Regions from separate parts of the Mus musculus genome. Here region 1 is linked to region 2. The links are chromatin contacts, called in public HiChIP or PLAC-seq maps. All regions are on one chromosome and are shown on one strand. The core of a region is the stretch at or near the end of the contact, and the rest is flanking DNA. Distances in the headings are between cores, read along the strand shown. Region 1 overlaps 4933424G06Rik (RIKEN cDNA 4933424G06 gene). Region 2 holds the start of Zap70 (zeta-chain (TCR) associated protein kinase).

Evidence for each region. HiChIP or PLAC-seq counts read pairs in DNA pulled down with a chosen protein or histone mark.
Region 1: an H3K27ac HiChIP or PLAC-seq map of CD8 T cells shows a contact between it and region 2, with 6 times the contacts expected there. The contact joins the enhancer-like site here to the promoter of Zap70 in region 2. A contact is called at or near these places in 3 of 39 promoter capture datasets (cranial neural crest, second pharyngeal arch cranial neural crest and stem cell-derived epiblast-like cells), 1 of 15 datasets of contacts at CTCF or cohesin (CD8 T cells), 4 of 484 Hi-C or Micro-C datasets (8-cell embryo, CD4 T cells, embryonic stem cells and 1 more), 5 of 115 datasets of contacts at active chromatin or transcription factors (CD8 T cells and embryonic stem cells) and 4 of 9 other capture datasets (adipose tissue, embryonic stem cells, liver and 1 more).

What each region holds. Positions count from the first base shown.
Region 1 is chr1:36,720,630-36,727,283 of GRCm38.p6, reverse strand. 4933424G06Rik (RIKEN cDNA 4933424G06 gene) reads right to left here. Exons shown (of 9, transcript NM_001374322.1): 3 at 3,833-3,919; 4 at 1,986-2,069. Gm33533 (a long non-coding RNA gene) reads left to right here. Exons shown (of 7, transcript XR_865346.3): 5 at 1,610-1,976. Among named protein-coding and RNA genes, the nearest start is that of 4933424G06Rik, 9.4 kb to the right of the region's middle. Within about 2 kb of position 3,938, at least 50 of the 459 cell types and tissues checked have an H3K27ac peak or open chromatin away from gene starts, as enhancers often do. A contact at or near this core is called in CD8 T cells and pancreatic islet, where this site is marked.
Region 2 is chr1:36,757,595-36,764,203 of GRCm38.p6, reverse strand. Zap70 (zeta-chain (TCR) associated protein kinase) reads right to left here and starts at 2,406. Exons shown (of 13, transcript NM_009539.3): 1 at 2,262-2,406. 4933424G06Rik (RIKEN cDNA 4933424G06 gene) reads right to left here. Exons shown (of 9, transcript NM_001374322.1): 9 at 6,245-6,414.

The DNA.
Region 1 (6,654 bases), core at 2,689-5,188, 38 kb after region 2:
GGCAGAAATTTTCTTTTTCTGTGTGTGGTATTTTGAGACAGGTTCTCCTCCTCCTCCTCCTCCTCCTCCTACTCCTCCTCCTCCTCCTCCTCCTGCTCCTCCTGCTCCTCCTCCTGCTCCTCCTCCTGCTCCTGCTCCTGCTCCCGCTCCTGCTCCTCCTCCTGCTCCTGCTCCTCCTGCTCCTCCTCCTGCTCCTCCTCCTGCTCCTCCTCCTGCTCCTCCTCCTGCTCCTCCTCCTGCTGCTCCTCCTCCTGCTCCTCCTCCTGCTCCTGCTCCTCCTGCTCCTCCTCCTGCTCCTCCTCCTGCTCCTCCTCCTGCTCCTCCTCCTGCTCCTCCTCCTCCTGCTCCTCCTCATGCTCCTCCTCCTCCTGCTCCTCCTCCTGCTCCTCCTCCTGCTTCTCCTCCTGCTCCTCCTTCTGCTCCTCCTCCTGCTCCTCTTCCTCCTCCTCCTGCTCCTCCTCCTGCTCCTGCTCCTCCTCCTCCTCCTCCTCCTGCTCCTCCTCCTTCTCCTCCTCCTCCTCTCTTTTTTTTTTCCTTTGAGGCAGGGTTTCTCTATGTAGCTCTGGCTGTCCTGGCAGTATTCTTCAATGGAATGACACTGGGTATATCAACCATACTACAGAGCAGGCCTCAGGTTCAAGAGCACTTGGCCAATATGAAATGGGCAACGTGTGTGTGTGTGTGTGTGTGTGTGTGTGTGTGTGTGTGTGTGTTTGGGCTTTGTTTTTTAATTTTTTTGAGAGGAAAAGAACATGAAGTTGGGTGGGTAGAGAGTTGAGAGTTAGGATCTAGGAATAATTAGGAAAGGGAAAACAATATGATTAAAATATGTTGTATGAGAAAATATTAAAAATAAATAACACCCACATAATAACAGTCTGTCAGTATATCTAGTTTATATAAATGTTAAAGACTAAATAGATTTGAATAATTGAAGTGAGGTTTTAATTTTATATGTCAAACTTTATGCCCTTCAGAGAAAAATACTTATAAAGATTAAAAATAAGAGCTTCTACAACATTATGAACTAACCAGTACCCCGGAGCTCTTGACTCTAGCTGCATATGTATCAAAAGATGGCCTAGTCGGCCATCACTGGAAAGAGAGGCCCATTGGACTTGCAAACTTTATATGCCCCAGTACAGGGGAACGCCAGGGCCAAAAAGTGGGAGTGGGTGGGTAGGGGAGTAGGGGGGAGGGTACGGGGGACTTTTGGGATAGCATTGGAAATGTAAATGAGGAAAATACCTAATAAAAATATAAAAAAAATAATAATAAGAGCTTCTGAAAAAGAAAAGAAAGAAGACAATTCTTGCCAGCTCTGCTGACGTTTTGGCAAAGGAACAGATTCTGGGGCTCTCCAATCCTGTCAAGTGACATCTGGATCTTCACCTTTCTCAAAACCTGAGCAAGAGTTTCTTTCAGAGGGAACGATGAGGCAGCTCTGTAGGGCTGTCGGAAGTCCTAAAGCAAAGGTCTTTCCACACGCCCCAGGGTGTAAGCATGTAGGCAGGTTGGCCTGTTCCAGTCACCCAGGCTATTCTCCCCTGCTTTGAGAAGCAGAGTCCTTTCTTGGTGTTTGAATTCCACTTACTGCTTATTTTCTCAGGACTCCAACATTTAAAGGAACAGATTCTAGCCACAAGACAACAGGCTTAACTTCCCTTTGAAGGAGCAGAACAAGTTACCTCAGAGACAGCCAAGAAGTGACCTCAGAGACAGCCAAGGAGTGACCTCAGAGACAACCAACGAGTTACCTCAGAGACAGCCAAGGAGTGACCTCAGAAACAACCAAGGAGTTACCTCAGAGACAGACAAGGAGTTACCTCAGAGACAACCAAGGAGTTACCTCAGAGACAGCCAAAGTGATACCTCAGAGATGGCCAAGGAGTTACCTCAGAGACAGCCAAGGAGTGACCTCAGAGACAAGGACAAGCAGGAGACTTCTTCAAAACTTAAAGCTTTCACAGAAGGAGGTAACTTACCAAATATCTTAGTCAAGTATTCATCTTGCTTATGTGAACTTGATTCAAACTCAGAATCGCTGATGCCATTATGGTGGAGATAGGCTGTGAGAAAACAAATTTCAGCAGTGGTTAAATCTCTCCTCAAACCTAAACCTTGTCTCTTTAAAGCCCCACTCCTCTGCAAGGCACTTCTATAGGAAGAGCACATAACTGGTGCCTTAGTCTCCCTCTCATTGCTGTGAAAAAAAATTACTCTGGCAAAAGCAACTTTAGGGAGAAAAGATTTGTATTGGCTTGTGCTTCCAAAAGGATACAGTCTATTACAGTGTAGAAGACACGGAGGCAGGAGCAGGATGTTGGCTGGTAACATCGCATCCATGCTCAGCAAGCAAGGAGAGATGCATGCATGCTTTATATACTGCACTCAGTTTTTCCACCTCATACAGCCCAGCATCCCCAGTCCAGAAAATGGTCCCACCCACATCAATTGATAAAATCAAGATAACCCCTCATAGGCATGCCCAGAGGCCCATGCAAAGTTAATTCTGCAAAGTAGAGAAGTAACCATCACTGTGACTCCATGCTCACTTTGTCTGAGTGGCACAGGGCATCTACGGAGTATCTGCAAGCATCTAAAGTTTGGGCCTACAAGGTGGATCGGCAGGTCAGGGCACTTCTGGCCAAGCCTGATACGTTCAATACCTGGGACCCACATGTTGGAAGGAAAGGACCAACTCCAGACTTCCTCCTGTACACCATAGCAAATGCATGCGCGACACACAAGACAAACAAATGTGTGTGAAAATACTTTAAACAGAGCCTGAAGCTCCAGCACACAGCCTGGCAGAGACCATTTCCCACTGTGTCTTTGCAGACAATAGGCACAAGCCACTGACTGATGTGTGTGCACACACAGGCTCTCACTTGAGACTGAAACTGGTAGAAGGGCCTGAGTGGTGGGTGCCAAAAGCCAAAAGCAGGGCTGCTTTGAGCCAATAAAAATCAAAATTCTCTATTAATGAGACGTGAGGGAGCCATTAGAACAGAATACATCTAATCCTTAAGCACTCCACTGAAAGCATGCCCTATTGTATCAACTAAGGGGATAGCATAAAACTTGCCACAGAGCAAGCTAAAAAGACAATGCAACAAAAGTATTCACACGTGTGCTTTTATTGAGTGGCCTATAAAATGCGTCGGCAGGATCATTAGTTACAAAATTGCTTTACCTATAATGTAATTTCAGCACAACACATATTTCTGCTTTATTTTGCTAAGTAATGACCCACTCTCAATATTACTTAATGGAGACTGCCTTCTCTGCTATCTGCATGATTTAGGGCTCACATGCATGGGGGTGGGGGTGGGGTATGTTGCTTTGGATTGTGTGCAAGGCCAGATGTTTTCTCTTAGCCTAAGCACTCGAGTATGGGTGTGAATGGAAAAATCAGCTGTGTGGCCCTGGGCAAATAGTTTACAAAGGCTGATGCAGGATAGGGGTTAGAAGACTGTACACCCCAAGACTAGCAATTCCTGGGCAATAAACTATAAAGGGTGAGAGAGAAGGAGGTTCAAGCTGTTACCAGGAACAGCGATCCCACCCTCTGGACAACATCTGTAGTGACAGAAGCTGCCTGACCCTGCACAACAGCCACCCCCACCCCCGGATGAAACAGGCACAGTCGTTCTTTAACCACAGGCATCATAAGCCATAGAGTTTACAATGAGGGTCCCCCATCCTCTTTCTCTGCATTTCAGCTTGGCAGTGCCCCACAGCTGGTTTCGAGGCTGCCCAAGTCACAGGCCAGCACACCCACTAACCACCACACAGCCTGTGCTCGTTGAACCCATTGACATATACTTGCTTTCATTCACGTCTCTCCCCGTGATCAGTCTGCCAGCTGTTTGTGCGTCATCTAGATTGCTGGGATACACCTGCAGCACGATCTCGTCTGAAGAGAAACACACGGGGTCATTAGCACCGGATGTAAGCACAGTCTATCTTGGTCTGTATCTACCTAGCGCGTGCACAGACTCGTGAATGAATGAGAAGGCAAACTCAGCAGATGCAGGATGCTCTGCTCTAAGATGCCACCATAACTACAGAATCATGATTGCACCAGATAGTACACTGTAGCTGTCTTCAGACACACCAGAAGAAGGCTTTGGATCCCATTACAGATGGTTTTGAGCCACCATATGGTTGCTGGGAATTGAACTCAGGACTTTTGGAAGAGCAGCCAGTGCTTTTAACCACTGAGCCATCTCTCCAGCTCCTGCATTATGATTCATAACCGTAGCAGAATTACAGTTATGAAGTAGCAATGAAAATAATTTCATGGTTGGGGGGGCTCACCACATGAGAAACTGCATTAAAGCATCATTAGGAAGGGTAGAGAATTACTGGTCTAGTTCCTGGAGTCATCCTGGCCTGCCTCTGAGTCTGTTCGCAAGCTGCCCCACACACAAGCAAAATGTCTTTCTTATGTCTCTATGACTCACATCCTTTCTTCATTTGAGATATTGTCTCTTCCAGTGTTAGGTCAAGGGGCCTGTTCCCTTACAATGCTAGTCACTCTAAGAGGCTATAAAGCCCACAGCCTGAAGAAACAGTCACTTCTTTCCAATCCCTTCAAACCTCACCCTCCCCAGCTCTGCCCTGGGACAAAGAGTTAAGCTGTCTGTCACATGCTGTGTGTGGTTTTTACAGCACCTTATGAATGGTTCTACCCAATGCCTGCCTCCTCCACGCTCCTGATGTGTAGGTAAGATGCCTACCATGCACACCATCACACACAAACGTGCACGTGTACACACATGCGTGCACACTCACCCCCCCCCCACACACACACACACACATAAAGTGATGCGGAAAGCAGGTTCCTTTATGGGAGGGGTTTCTCCAAAGGCTCCTCTGGGCCTCCCCCCACCCTGTCATGATGACTATCTTTCTCTTATTTTAGCTATCCTTCTGCAGTGGTTTAAGTGAGCAGTGCCTCCCATGGGCTCGTGTGTCTGACCAGTTGGTCCTCAGTTAGTGGCACTCTTTTGGGGGGGGGGGGGAGATTATAGGACTGTTAGGAGGTACAGCCTTGGTAGAGGAAGTATATCATTGGGAACAGATTCTGATCTGTTGAAACTTCATCCCACTTTCTGTTCAATCACGTGCGACTGTGAGTGCCTGTGTGTGTGTGTGTGTGTGCATACGAGTGTGTGCAGGTGTGTGCATGTGTATGTGCGAGTGCCTTGTGTGTGTGCTTGTGTGCATTTGTGTGTGCTTGTGTGCATGTGTGTGTGCTTGTATGAATGTGTGTGCACGAGGAAGCACGTGTGTGTGTGTGTGTGTGTGTGTGCATGTGTGTGTCCCTCCTTCCTGTTTGTGAACACAAATGTGGTCAGCCAGCTCCCTATTCCTGCTGCCATGCCCTCTCTGCTATTAACTCTATTCCTCAGGAGCCATAAGCCATAGGTCCCTGAGTTTATCACAGCAGCTAACATACATTCTTACTAAACCCTGGAGGTTTTACTGGTGACACCTCTACTCCTAAGGCCCAGTTGTGCTGGATTTAATGTGCTGTACTGTTCCTTTCTAACACTGCTGAATCCGGGCTCTGTCGTGGTCTGGCAGCCCTTTCTCCTAACGATCCTCATCCCTGAATGCAATTACATGCGAACCCTTTTCATGAACTGCCACGGTATTCCGGTCGAGTCAGCCTGTCAGGCAGGGATGCCTAAAAGCTGCTCATGAGGCAAAAAGAGTTTCAAGGAAGCTCTCCTCCTGGAGTCTGGTATTATCTTAATTCTCCATTCCCGCGTTAGTCTAGTGTATGGATCCACGTGCTCTCTTTCAGTATTTTCCTATTATAAGTGCCTTTTAAGATTGAATTCTGACATAGCTAAAGCCTCAGTGTTCCAACAGTCCTAGAACATCCTTGAGGAAGATCATGGACTAGAAATTCAGTAGGAATGTTGCTAATCAGAATAGCCTCTAGTACTACACTATAAAACCTAGGGCAATCCCTTACACAGGAATTTACCATCACTAGGAAGAAAGAAGTTTCAGACCAAAGGAGAAACCAGAATAGATACTTAGAACTATAGCAAAGTTACACCCGTACACACATATTTACAATGGCCTAAGGGGAAGGTGGACTATACAATAGACTAAAATAGGAACTATGGCAAGGGCGCGTAGCCTTTGACCCTGGCTTCTAAGATTAGTGAATCTTAAGTGGAGCCCTTGTTTATCCCAGTTGTTATCAATGAATTCTATCCCAGGTGATTCCCGTTAGACCTTTTGTGTTTGCATTCCTCTGTTTTATGTAGGATTCCGGTTACCTCATTTGTACCTTGTGAATATGTCACCCAACTTCCTTATTGTCTTCTCCATAAAAAGTCTGATGCTCGATTTGAAAAATACATTCAGATTCCACATGACCTCTCCTGTGTGCGTCTGTTTGTCACTCATCCTACGCTTTGTCCACCTGCGACTAGAGACCTGTTCCGCGCAAAGGGGCCCAGAGGGTCTGCGGCAATGAACCAACAATCTATGCCGTTATCCTTTTCCCTCGTTTGACACTGAAGTTCAGTGTGATTTGGGGCCAATAGGTTCAAAATCAAATCCCAGCTAGGACAAATAGCTTTACCTCTTGGATCTGTGGTTACCCTCACCAATAGGATGGGGAAG
Region 2 (6,609 bases), core at 1,157-3,656:
TGCTTCATTTTCATTGCCACTAAACATCCAGGAGCCAAGAAGGACTATCATTGGCTGTAATGAACAGGGATACCCCTTCAAGGGCCTGGCAAGCATGAGGGTCACAAGGAGGGCTGGGAATAGGAGGCCTGGGGGCTTTACCATCTAGCACACAGGTGAGAAGATCTGCTCAGGGATCAAAGCCAGCCATGCCTTTGTCCTGGCTCTATGCCAGGATTCCAGCTGCCTCTCTCTGCTAGAAAAGTTCATGTTGCCATGCCCCCCTACCCCATCCTTCCTAGGATGCATCAGGTGCCTAGGAGGGGGAGCCTTCCTCAGCTCGCACCTCCCACAACCCAGCCCTCACGGTCACTGTCTGTTGCTCTTTCTATGACTGCCCTGAGCCTGGCTCCTCCGGGCACAGACCACAGCAGCCCCTTTTCTGTCTTAGCCCCCGCTTCCTCCCACACAGAGAACAAGGCCGGCGATTCCTTACGAGGCTGTGGGGCATCCTTTAGGATCTACTCCACTTAACCTGCTCCTCAGCACAGTTGCCACCTGGGGACCGATACTGCCATTCCTCATCTGGGGAAACTGAGGCTCGGAGAAGCTATGCCAGGCACGCAACCTGACCCACAGTCACTCAGGCCCAACAGAAACTGATGTTTCCAACTAATACGGTGCAGAAGAGACCGTAGAGCTCTGAGCCAAGTCCCCGGGGACTCCATGTCCCCGCAGACCCCAACACTGCAGCCGAACTACTTGGACTGCCAAGGCCTTGAGGCTGGTGGGGGCCAGAGATGGTCTTAAATCTAGCTCGCTGAGCATATGTCAATTGATGGGGCAATGTCCCTCCAACCCCGCAGAATGGTCAGAACCCCAGCCCAGCCTCCACTGACTGGATTCTAGAAATGACGTGACCCCCCTAAGCAAGGCAGCTTCTGCTCTCTAGATATCCAGCTATAGGACAGTAAAAGATAGGTAGAAAACATTGGGGCGACCCAGGACAGTGCCCATAGAGTAGAGGAATGGTGAGGGAAGGGCCGTGGGAAGGGGTGTTTGACAGCATTCTTGACATCTACCCATTGCATGCCGGGATTGCCCAAGTTAATACCAAAAACATCTCCAGACACTAGTGCCCACTGGGGACAGGCGGCGTCAGCTGGCTTTAGGTCAGCATGACCCCGTTCCTGTGGTCCTTGGGCCTGAGCAGGGGTGGTCAGTATAGGGTGGTTCAGATGCTGCAGGCCTCGTGGAAGTTTCCAGAATCTGTGATCAGGGCCTGAGACCCTCCAGAGCTAATGATAACAATTAGCATCCTAACAACCTATTAACTATATGGCACCTATGTCCCTGAACACTGAATGAGGTGTCAGATACAGAAACTGTGAAAGCACAGAGAGGTGGGGTGACTTGCCCAAGGTCACACAGCAATAAAGAGCAGGCAGATCTAAATGGACCCAGGCCCCTGGCCCTAAAAAGTGTAAACTTTAACACCCTCCAGGCTGCTGGCCCACCAGAGCATCTGCGGGGGTTGCAAAGGCAAAACTGAAGGTCAGGTGAACTTTGGGTTTGTCAGAGGAACCTTAGCAGGTGACACCTTCGATTTTCCAACTTAGGACTTGGTGACCCCAATCTTTCAGCAAGGCTTCAGTAAACACCTACTGTGTGTTTGATGTCCTAGCTAAGACAAGAGCAATGAATGTCACTGTGACCGTTCACAGGAACCCTGCTATTTTCTGCCAGGCCTCACTGTCTGAGATACCTCTTCCAGCCTCTTGGCCAACAAACAAGGCAAGCATTTAACAGGCAGCCAACTCTGTATCTGTTTTTTAAATGCAGATTCAGAGAGGCCAAGACAACTGTCAAGAGCACACAGCTACGGAGCAGAGATCTAGTGATAGTTCCTTTCCCCTGCTTTAACATGACCTGACTCCGAGTGGAGCCTGACTCGAGCCCCTCTCCAGAGCTACTGACATTCTGTTGTCCAAGCTCACAGGCCTATTGTACCAGCCTGCCTGTGCTGCTTTCTAAAGCCAAGGAGCCGACCCAACAGGAGTCTAGGAACCCAGAAAAAGACACCGGCACCCCTCGGGTGACCTGTTTCCCCAAGGGCGCCCCTTAGCTCCACCGATTGCAAAGTCTCAGGTCCCTACCACTTGGGCCTACCCAAGCCCAGCCTCAGGCCCCTGCGGACCCCACCCTCCTCACACAGAGATCAGAGTAAGGGAGTGACACCCAGTCACACTCCCTCCACCAAAGGCTAAAGGGTGGCCACTCACCTGGACACCCTCGAGGCTATCACAGCTCACAGGGTACGGCAGGGCCCAGCCGGAAGGCCTGGTGTCCCCAGAGCACTTTTTCTCACCAGCACCTTTCTTTGCAGCTCAGCCTATTTCCTTGATGCGAAGACAGGAAAGAGAGCCGTGTTTGAAGTTGACGTCAAAGCAACAAAATGCTGTGTGGAAGGAAAATCACAGGCCACATGCTCCTGGCGGGGCAGAGCACATTTCCGGGGTCACGCAGTACCAGCCGCAGGGTGTCGGGAACACAAGAGGAAGGTGGGGATTGTAGCAGCCAGGGATTGGGGCAAAGGCTGCTTCCCACAGTGAGCCCCCACCTGAGGGGGGCACCTGGAGTGTTGGGGGAAGGGCAAGTTCTGGAAAGGAGGGGTCCCCAATGTGTTCCTGTCCTAGATAAGGTTGCTATTACTGTGATTAACACAGTGACCAAAGCAAGTTCGGGAGGAATGGGTCTACCTGGCTTATACTTCCACAGCTAATTATCGAAGTATGTTGGAGCAGGAACTCAAACAGAGCAGGAAGCTGGAGGCAGGAACTGATGCGAAGGCCATGGAGGGCTGCTGCTTACTGGCTTGCTCAGCCTGATTTCTTCTAGAACCCACGACCACCAGCCTGGGAATGGCTCCACCCACCATCAGACGCCCACAACGCAACCTTATAGAAGCGTTTTCTCAATTGAGGTTTCCTCTCAGATAACTATAATACGTGTCAAGTTGATATAAATCTAGACAGTACAGTGCCCAATTTCTTGGAAGCATCCAGGGGCAGGCCTCTGCCGGAACCCTAGAGGCAGGCTCTAAAGCTCTAAAGCTGGGGTGAGGGAGGGGTGAGCCCACTGGGACTCCAGAGCTAGGCTGGTGTTCACCTAGAAAAAGCCACGATGGCAGGGTTATTCTACAGGAGCTCTGGGAAGAACTGGCTCTGGAGCTGGGACAAGTAGGCGGGGTCCCCCGACACTCATACACTCTAGTCCAGCCCCACAAGGGTCTACCACCTTGACCACTTCACATATCTAGATCATACTAGAAATGTGCATTGCCCCAAGGTCTCTGGGAGCCACACCAGTTACTTGAAAGCATCAGGGGCCGGGGATGGGGGTTGGGGGTGGGGGAAATGGGCGGCATTCTCCTCCTCCGAGGTGGGAATCTCCAGTGCTCAGAGAAGGGACATCTTGGTCTCAGCAAGCCACAAGCCCCTTCCTGTCCCACTTCGTGTCCAGAAGCTTGCGACTGGAAACAGTGTCATAGCTGCAGCCCGCAGTATGTCTGCTTCACTGAGGAGAGGATGCAGATCGCCACAGATAGGAGCATTGTCCCATGAGGTGGCAAGAGGGAGGCACGTCCTTTGAACTTCAGAGGGAAGGGCTACCGGATGCTAGGGAACTCAGCGCGTCTGGTGGGAGGGGGGGTGTCCAGTAAACTGTGAACTCAGAGCCTAGGAAAAAAATTGAACCTGTGCCCCAACACCTCCAGGTGTGCCTCTGAGGAGAAGCAACCTGGCCTCCTCTAGGAAACCTCCCTCTGCCTCACACTGGCCAGAGAGGCCCGAGTGCGCAGGCAGCTGAAACTAGGCAGGCCATGTTTGGCTCCATAGCTAAAGGAACATCAGACCTCAAGTGGGAAAAATATGGCAGGTGCCCTGGGAGGGGAGGAGATGGAGCCTCAGCCTTCCAGAGAGGTCAACTCGATTGCCAACACCACCACCTCCACCTGCCCTGCAGCCCCAGCCACAAGGACAACCTCTTTCACCAGGGTCCCTCCTGGATTGACACCCCCCTGCCCCTACTCACTCACACACATACACACACACACACACACACACACACACACACACACACAGTGACTCAGCTACTTTCCTTCTGGGCCTGGCTAGGATGCCTTCTATCCCTCATCCGTTTCTACCTCTTGGGGCCATTGTGAATATTAAAACAGGCCTGAAAACAAACTCTGCCTGTGATAGCTATCCTTATCAACTGGACTACATCTGGAATGAACCACAATCCAGAAATGGAGGGCACACCTGTAAGGTTTTTTTGGTTTTCTTTTTTTTTTTGGGGGGGGGGGTTGTTTGTTTGTTTGTTTGTTGTTTTTTGTTTTTTTTTTGCTTGGGTTGAAGAAGGTGGATCTACTTCTAGTCCAGACCTCTGAGATAGGAAGACACACACAAGTCTTTGGTTTGGATCTTGAGACAGGAAGACAAACCTTTAGTCTGGGCCACACCTTCTGTTGGAAGCCTAGATACAAGGACATGGAAGCAGGCTCTTTGCCTGCTTGCCCTCAGCCTGCCAGCATGGCTATTCCTTCACTGGCATTAGAGCCTACTTACACTGAAGGCCAGCTGAGGCACCCAGCCTTGTGGACTGGGCAGCTACTGGCATCTTGGACTTCCTGTTCATAGCCAGACATTGTGGGATTAGCTGAACCACAGCCTGTAAAACATTCTGGTTTATGCTGTGCAGCCCCAGAATTCTCTTGCGTTCTCCAGGGGAATCTCTGGGGTACGGAAAGCTGCCAAGCACCACGTAGGAGGCTGGGAAAATTGAAAGTGGTCATCATCCTTGCAAATGAACCCAAGCTGAGTCTAAGGAGAATCAACCGATTGCTCGATTGTTCGATTGCTCGATTGTTCGATTGCTCGATTGCTCCACTCACAGCAGCCGCTTGCTGTGTGTCCTTCTTGAGCGCTTCTCAAACGGCTGGCTCCTTCTGCAATCTTCAAACCACCGTGGCAGTTGCCAGTACCTCAGAGTCTAACGCCACAATCAGCCTATCCCTTTGCCTCCCACCAGAGGCCTGCCATAGACAGTGCAGACGCTGACCTGTTCCCCGCGGAGGTGACGGTCTGATAGCGGAGAATCAGACTTAGCAAAATAAGGGAGTATCCCATACAGTACGCCCATACCTCAGAGAGAAACACTGGGAATGAAAATCTATTGGCGTGTCATGTGGAACTCCAGTCAGGGCAGGACTCACTGAGGAGACATCTGGAGTCAAGACGGGAAGAGGGTGCCCGAGACAATGAATGGGTATAGGCGCAGCAAGCAGGACAGCCTGACGCAGGAATGTGTGGTGAGGTGGGGTCTCTAGCCCTAGTGTTTGAGGGGTGGGGGATGTTACTCGGCTGTCAGAGCGTTTGCTCAGCATGCACGAGGTCCTGGGTCCCACCCCCAGCACCACAGCGTCACACAGTGGTACATGCCTGTAGTCCCATTACCCAGAAGGTAGACATGGAGTTCAAAGCATGGGCTGTACAGGTGGCTTGCTGGTCTGGAGTGTAAGCTGCTCTTATAGAGGATCGGTGTTCAGTTCCCAGAACCCACTTAAGGCAGCTCCCAACCTCCTAGCAACTCCAGCTCCAGGGGAATCTAAGGCCTTCTTCTGGCCAATGTGGGCGCTTCTACTCTCGTGCATATAGTGCATATATATCTGAGAAGGCTAGGCTGATTCTGTGGCAGACCTCAAATTGGCAGTTAAGAAGACTAGGCCTAAGAACTGAGTGAGTCCAGGCAAGCCCAAGCAAGTCAATTACTAACAGGAAAAAAAAAACAAACAAACAAACAAACAAACAAAAAAAAAAAAACCCAGGCTCCAGTCTTCGTGCCGTGGCCCAGTAATGGTTCCGGAATGCCTAGAGACAGAGTAAGATGAAGCTCATCTACCCGGAACCCCACTGTGCTTTACAGCAAGCCTGCGAGCTCACTTGGGTGTCTCTCTGTCTTGGTAATGGGAGACCCCAGCATGCTGGACTTCTGCAGAATAAAACACTCTGCATTCACATGCTCTATGAGTCCGGGGTATCATTCCTTGGTGAATCATGGACCCTCACATACCTACATGCAGTCACACACATACGCATAAGAACAAATACTCTAGATTCTCAAAGTAATCCTTGGCTACGCAGGGAGTCTGAGGTCAGGCTGGGATCCATGAGACTGTCCCAGAAAGCAAACGGACGCAGAAAAGAACAGTGTTTGGAAATTGTTGTATGAGGGGATGAAGATTCCAGAAATGGGCTTCAGGATACCAGCTCTGGGCTCAAACCACAGTCCCAGGGTTGTTGCCTACCACCTGCTGGCTCCTCCCTCGGCCGCATTTTCTTCCTGGGCTTCAAGGTCGGGAGTTCACTTCAAATCCTGTCAAAGAGCAAGGATTGTTTTCTCAGTATTCCCAGAGAATGCCCCCACCCAACACAGAGCATTGGATGAGTGGGTCCTATCTCTATCTCTAAATAGCGAGTCCCAACCAGTCTCTAAAGCCAATGGATGGATATGGGTGTGGCCAGGTCAGGCATGGGTGGAAGGAAGGAATGCAAAGGATGCTTGGTAGGC